Linked DNA regions of Ovis aries: region 2 is linked to region 1. Evidence: chromatin contacts called from public Hi-C data. All regions are on one chromosome and are shown on one strand. Each heading gives the region's core, a stretch centred on a gene start, on an enhancer-like site or on the middle of the called end of the contact. The rest is flanking DNA. Distances are from core to core; before and after follow the strand shown. Region 1 overlaps TBX15 (T-box transcription factor 15). Region 2 holds the start of TBX15 (T-box transcription factor 15).

Region 1 (3,147 bases), core at 110-2,609:
GCACTCACTTCACATGCGAGCAAAGTAATACTCAAAACTCTCCAAGGTCATAGAAAAAAGCAAGAGAGTTCCAGAAAAACATCCGCTTCATTGACTATGCCTAAGCCTTTGACTGTGTGGATCACAATAAACTGTGGAAAATTCTTAAAGAGGTGGGACTACCAGAACACCTTACCTACCTCCTGAGAAACCTGTATGCAGGACAAGAAGCAACAGTTAGAACCAGACATGGAACAACAGACTGGTTCCAAATTGAGAAAGGAGTACATCAAGGCCGTATACTGTCACCTTGTTTATTTAAATTATATGCAGAGGACATCATGCAAAATGCCAGGCTGGATGAAGCACAAGCTTGAATTAAGATTGTCAGGAGAAATATCAATAACCTCAGATATGCAAATGATACCACCCTTATGGCAGAAAGCTAAGAGGAACTAAAGAGCCTCTTGATGAGGGTGAAAGAGGAGAGTGGAAAAGCTGGCTTAAAATTCAGCATTCAAAAAAATTAAGATCATGGCATTCAGACCCATCATTTCATGGCAAACAGATGAAGAAACAATGGAAACAGTGACAGACTTTATTTCCTTCGGCTCCAAAATCATTGCAGGTGGCAACTGTAGCCATGAAATTAAAAGACGCTTGATCCTTGGAAGAAAAGCTATGACAAACCTAGACAGAGACATCACTTTGCCAACAAAGGTCCATCTAGTCAAAGCTATGGTTTTTCCAGTAGTCGTGTATGGATGTGAGAGCTGGACAATAAAGAAGGCTGAGTGCCCAAGAACTGATGCTTTTGAACTGTGGTGTTGGAGAAGACTCTTGAGAGTCCCTTGGACCACAAGGAGATCCAACCAGTCAATCCTAAAGGAAATCAGTCCTCAATATTCATTGGAAGGACTGATGTTGAAACTGAAGCTCCAATACTTAGGCCACCTGATGCAAAGAGTCAACTTATTAGAAAAGACCCTGATGCTGGGAAAGATTGAAGGCAGGAGAAGAAGGGGACAACAAAAGATGAGATGGTTGGATGGCATCACCGACTCAATGGACACAAGTTCGAGCAAACTCTGGGAGATGGTGAAGGACAGAAAAGTCTTGCGTGCTGCATGCTGGGGTCGCAAGCAGTCAGTCATGACTGAGTGAACAACAATAACCATATGGCCTAGGTGGCACACTCCCATTTTTTCACTTTCCGTTGACTTGCTTATTTTCTCTGATACTTGTTTTGCTGCCTTCTCTGCTGCAGTTTACATCTGCTGTTACTGTCGTTTGGAATCCTGCCTCGTTCCTGGCAACAGCATCCACTTTTCCCTCAGAGAAACACTCCCTCTCGCACTCACCCTTCACCCATACCTCCAAGGAAGGGATGTGACTCAGGCCTGGATGATCTAAGTAACCCCATCCCTGCCACAGTAATTAATTCAGAGGCAACTCAACTGGAGTCAGTGAAACTCAGTGAGATTGTGCTAGAAATCTTAAAGAGAGATACATGACCTTTCCCATCCAATTTAAACCTAAAAAGATGCAGGTGCAGGAATGCTGGCAGCTAGCTATGTCACCACCATGGGGAGCCTGAGGATGAAGTCTGGTGAGAGATGATAATGCCTTGGAGTGGAGTAGTAACAGGGGAGATTAGAGATATGAGCACATTCGAGAACTTGGTAACGGCTGGATATGGTGGGGACAGGGAGGCCTGTCATGCTGCAGTCCATGGGGCTGCAGAGTCAGACATGACTGAGAGACTGAGCTGAACTGAACTGGATACGGAGGGAGGGAACTGACTCAGATGGCTAATGGGCAGCAGTGTCCTTCCCCCAGGAGAGGGCGCCAAGTCTGTGAGGCAAATCATGGACTCTGTTTTGGATGTATTGACCATAAGGGACTACAGGACAAAACAGAATATGTACCCAATAACCATTTGCCCTGGGGCTTCCCGGATGGCTCTGCGGAAATGAACCCACCTGCCAATGGAGGAGATGCAGGAGACTGGGGTTCCATCCTAGGGTCAGGAAGATCCCTTAGAGGAGGAAATGGCAACCCACTCTAGTATTCTTGCCTGTAAAACTCCATGGACAGAGGAACCCAGCAGGCTATAGTTCACAGTGTCGGGAAGAGTCAGACAGGACTGAGCAACTAAGCACCAGAAGCACAAGCAACTATTTGCTCTATGGACTGAATTGAGACACTCTCCAATCCTTCTCAAGAACTCCTCTCGGGCATTATTTCTTACCTCAGGGATAAATGAGATCAGCATAAATTGGCTCTCTTTGAAACACTGTAATGATCAAAGACCTCTGTCCATTGAACCTTCCTCCATTCCCAATCTCTTTACTAGCATAAATTTTCTCAGTATTTGATCTCTTTCACTGACCAACCTCTAATTAACACAAATCAACTGATAAAAATGAAATAAGGGCCTACTAGAGTTAACGCTCAAGTTGTTGACAAACCCAACAGAGACCTTAATGATCCTGACTTTTAACTGCCTGATAAACACTGAAAAACACAAAGGTGCTGAAATCTGTCTAGTGATGTCTGCCACCAGTTGAGAGACGGGAGCTTTTCTGTCAACGGCAGGTCTCCTTACATTCACAGATGGAGACGTATGACCAGCTTTGGAGCCACTGGTCCCAGATGGTTCCTTTTCACATAACAGTTGTCAGATCACTTGGAGACTCCACTCACAAAAACCCTCTCAGTATTGGTCATACAAGTGGCTCCACTGTATACATTATCAGAACAACCTCATAACAACATCAGGATATCATCAGAACAGCAAGATTAAACTTGGCTATAACTGACCTGGGCTCTTCTTTCTTTTTACTTCTTTGTCTGTGTTGCCTCACTCCACTTCCATAAGCACAACTTACTTGGTTAGTTTACTTTGTCCCTGCCACAAGCGGTGTTTAGGCAGAAGCCATTCCTGAAATATAATTTCTATCTCCAGACTATCCAAAAGTATAAACTCCCTTGCTGATTCTAAATGAAGATGTCTGAAAATGAAACCATACAGTTGACTTCATAAAAATGAAATATGGATTTACTATTTATAGAGCTAATGCTCAAGTTTTTGACAATAAACCATCAAATGGATTAATAAACTGATTGTGTGTGTGTATGGTAAATAAGAAGGAAGAAAGTCTAGTG
Region 2 (2,995 bases), core at 248-2,747, 120 kb after region 1:
CCTACTCGCCACTCTCCCCGCCGGCTGGCCGCCCCGCGTCCCCTCTCCGCCCGCCTCCCGCGTTCCGGCTCCACGCACTCACCCGGGTGAGGCTCCAGGCCGTGCGCACCCGCGTCCTCCGCGTCTCCGAGTGGGCCCGCGGGGCTCAGCGCCTCCATGGACAGGTCCAGCCCCTTCTCCTCCCAGTCTCGCAGCTTCCGCTTTTTATTTGAGCCGATCAAGGCTTCAACGGAGAAGGCATGTGCTCGCGAGCTCAGGGCGACTGCAGATCTTCTCCTTTCACTCATCTTAGCCGCCCGCACCCCGGCTCCCGCTCGCCCCCACTACAGAGGGAGCAGCCCGAGCCCTCACGCTCCGAGCGCCCACCGGGCCAGGCCCGGGAAAGGCGGCGGCGAGGTGGCCAAGACTGAGGCAGCGGCTCCGCGGGTCCTGGGCACCCTCCCCCTGCGCCCTGCACGGCCGGCTAGGACCGACGTCCTTGGCTGCCCCAGCCGCTAGGAACGTGCGCCCGGAGCGCCACCCGCTCGCTGCATGAGCGCCCGAGTCCTGCTTCCCACCCACCCGGGCAGGCGCTCACAGGCGGTGTAGACTGGACTTCATCATTTTTTTATTCTCTCTCCCTCCTCCCTCTCCCTTTCTCTCCTCCCTCTCCCTCTTCCTCTCTTGGTCTTCCCGTCCTTGCTCTGATCCAAACTTCTGGGAAACTTTTTTTCTAAATTCCTCCCTTCCCGAGGAGCTGGGGGCAGGCGGTGCGCTCCTGTCCGAGGGGCGAGGCAGAGGGAGGGGGGAGGAAGAGAAAGACTGAGGGAGAAAAAAAAAAAGCCAGCCCCCAACCAATGGCGAAGAGGGAACTGGAGAAACCCTGAGAACGCGGGCCAATGAAAAGAGGGGAGAGACTGAGGCTCGAGCCAGGGCTCCGCGCTGGCTGTCCCCGGGATGCTCCTGGGCCGACTTTAACTCCTGGCTTCCCGGTCCCCCACGGTTCCTCGTGGAGGGAGGCGGGGGTGAAAGTCGAGGTCAGATCTGTGCCGTTACAAACTCCTGCAAGTCCCAAATTCATAGCTTTTCCTCGCAAATCTGCTAGGTCTCATAGTCGCTGCAAGCGTAGGGTCATTTTAAATGCGGAGCTGGAATTGAGGGGCTATGACAAAACGTCAACCTGTCCAAACACACCAGAAAACGATTCCAATAATCTCGCGTTTTGGCCCCTAGATGCTTTCAGATCTGCTAGTTCCCTCGCTTCACAGGCTCCTATTTTCCCGTTGAAAGATTTCTAAGCAACTCTGATTAAGGCGAAACGAAAGAAACAAACAAGAAAGCCTCGTTACTACCCAAGGTCTTGTAATTGGAAACATAAAGATCGCTGCCTCCTTCCAGCTCTACCTGGTAGAGAAGGTGACGTAGGCGCCCTCAAGGCGAGAGGCCGGCGGAGGGGCACCCGGCTTACCAAGCGCTCTGCAGGCGGATCCTGACTGTGCCCCCGCACGCAGCAAATCCTGTCCTTCCGTTCCGCGTGGATGTTAAACAGAGCTTCGCCTGCTCGGGGCGCTGGCTCTGGAGAACCCGCCGAGAGGGGCTGGGCGAGGGCAGACGGGAACTTCGACAGCGCAGACGGAGCTTTTTCAAAATTCCCTTCAAATCCGATCACCTCGGGAGCCCGGCTCTCCCCGCCCCACTGATCCTCCCTCCATCGTAAAAAAAAAAAAAAAAAACTTTCAGGACAGCGTAGTTGTCAGGGATTTCTAAGGAACTTAAATCCAACACTTTGGGCCATCCTGATTTCACACGCTCCCTCCCAGGTTACGCTACTGGTCTCGGGCCGCTGGAGACCCCGAGCGCACGCAATTCAGCGCAGAGCGAGTTTAGAGGGGCCAAGAAGTTTATCCTGCCAAGCTGGCAAAAGTCTCGGATTTCGCGGAGGACGGCCCAAGCCACAGTCCGATCGTCCCAGCGCCCTGGTCCAGAGCTTCTATCCCAGCTCAAGAAAGAGGCAGGAAAGAGCCAGCTCCCGAATGCAAAGGGCAGACCGAGAGGCCCCAGCAGAAAACTCATGCCGACACCCAGGCTCTGAGCAGGGTCTGAACCCTAAAGCCTAGGGCAGAGGAGCCCACGTTGTTCCACAGCAGCGCCCCCAGCCCTCCCCAAGAATGAGCGCTGATCGGTCCTTCCACCTTTAGGGAGAGAAGGGAGGGTTTGTTGGACTTTTGAAACGCCACATTCCCCTCCTGACCACGGAAGAGCCAGGAAATCTAGTTCTTGCTATTACAGTTGGATGTGCCCTGGTTCTGGAGGCAACCATGTATGTCCTGAATGTACCTTGGGCCTCTCTTAGAGGAGAGAGGAAAAGGCCAGCTTTGGAGCCCCCTGCAATGGGCCTCCAGCATGGAGAAGATGAAGCTATCCCGTTCAGCCAGTGCAGAAAGAATAATAGAAAAGCCATCGGACAAGGATGAATCAGCTAGGCTTGGCCTCCTTAGCATTCCAGGAGCCTGCACCTCAGGCTTGGAGGTCCCTGAGCAGCACTTCAAACCCTGGGATCCAGCACTCAGCCCTTCAGCCTCTCCCACCTCACTGCCGGGCAAAATCCAGGGTGACCAGGTGCAGGGTCTCCTACCTCAATTCACCACTCAGGGTTGCTTTTAGGTGACCTTGCCAAAAGAGACCACTACCCAGGCTTCCACCACTTCCAGAGGTTGAGAGAAGGTAGGCCAGGAACCCGCAGTTACCTTCCCCTCACAGCTGAGACCTCTCTGTTGGTTCCCGATTCTGATGTCACCACCCTTGGCCAGCACCTGCCAGGATCACGCTGGGTGGAGTACCAATGGGGCAGGCCTCTATTCCTTCCCAGCATTTTCCTCCTCCCCTGCTCCCTGTATGTTCCATCTCCCTCTGGTAGCCTCTTGCCTGCCTTTTTCTCACAGATCTCGTTTGGTTTGAGAAACCCAATGTGAACAGCAGACAGAGAGGCCTCAGCAGGTCTTTAGGGATCAGACCC

What was found. Hi-C and Micro-C count contacts between places; a contact is called where the count stands out from the background.
Region 2: a Hi-C map of tail adipose tissue shows a contact between it and region 1, with 2.4 times the contacts expected there. The contact joins the promoter of TBX15 here to the enhancer-like site in region 1. A contact is called at or near these places in 3 of 16 Hi-C or Micro-C datasets (skin fibroblasts and tail adipose tissue).

What each region holds. Positions count from the first base shown.
Region 1 is chr1:96,433,707-96,436,853 of ARS-UI_Ramb_v3.0, forward strand. All of the region lies in intron 7 of TBX15 (T-box transcription factor 15), which reads right to left. Among named protein-coding and RNA genes, the nearest start is that of TBX15, 120 kb to the right of the region's middle. Within about 2 kb of position 1,360, at least 3 of the 54 cell types and tissues checked have an H3K27ac peak or open chromatin away from gene starts, as enhancers often do. A contact at or near this core is called in tail adipose tissue, where this site is marked.
Region 2 is chr1:96,549,609-96,552,603 of ARS-UI_Ramb_v3.0, forward strand. TBX15 (T-box transcription factor 15) reads right to left here and starts at 1,498. Exons shown (of 8, transcript XM_060413360.1): 1 at 1,448-1,498.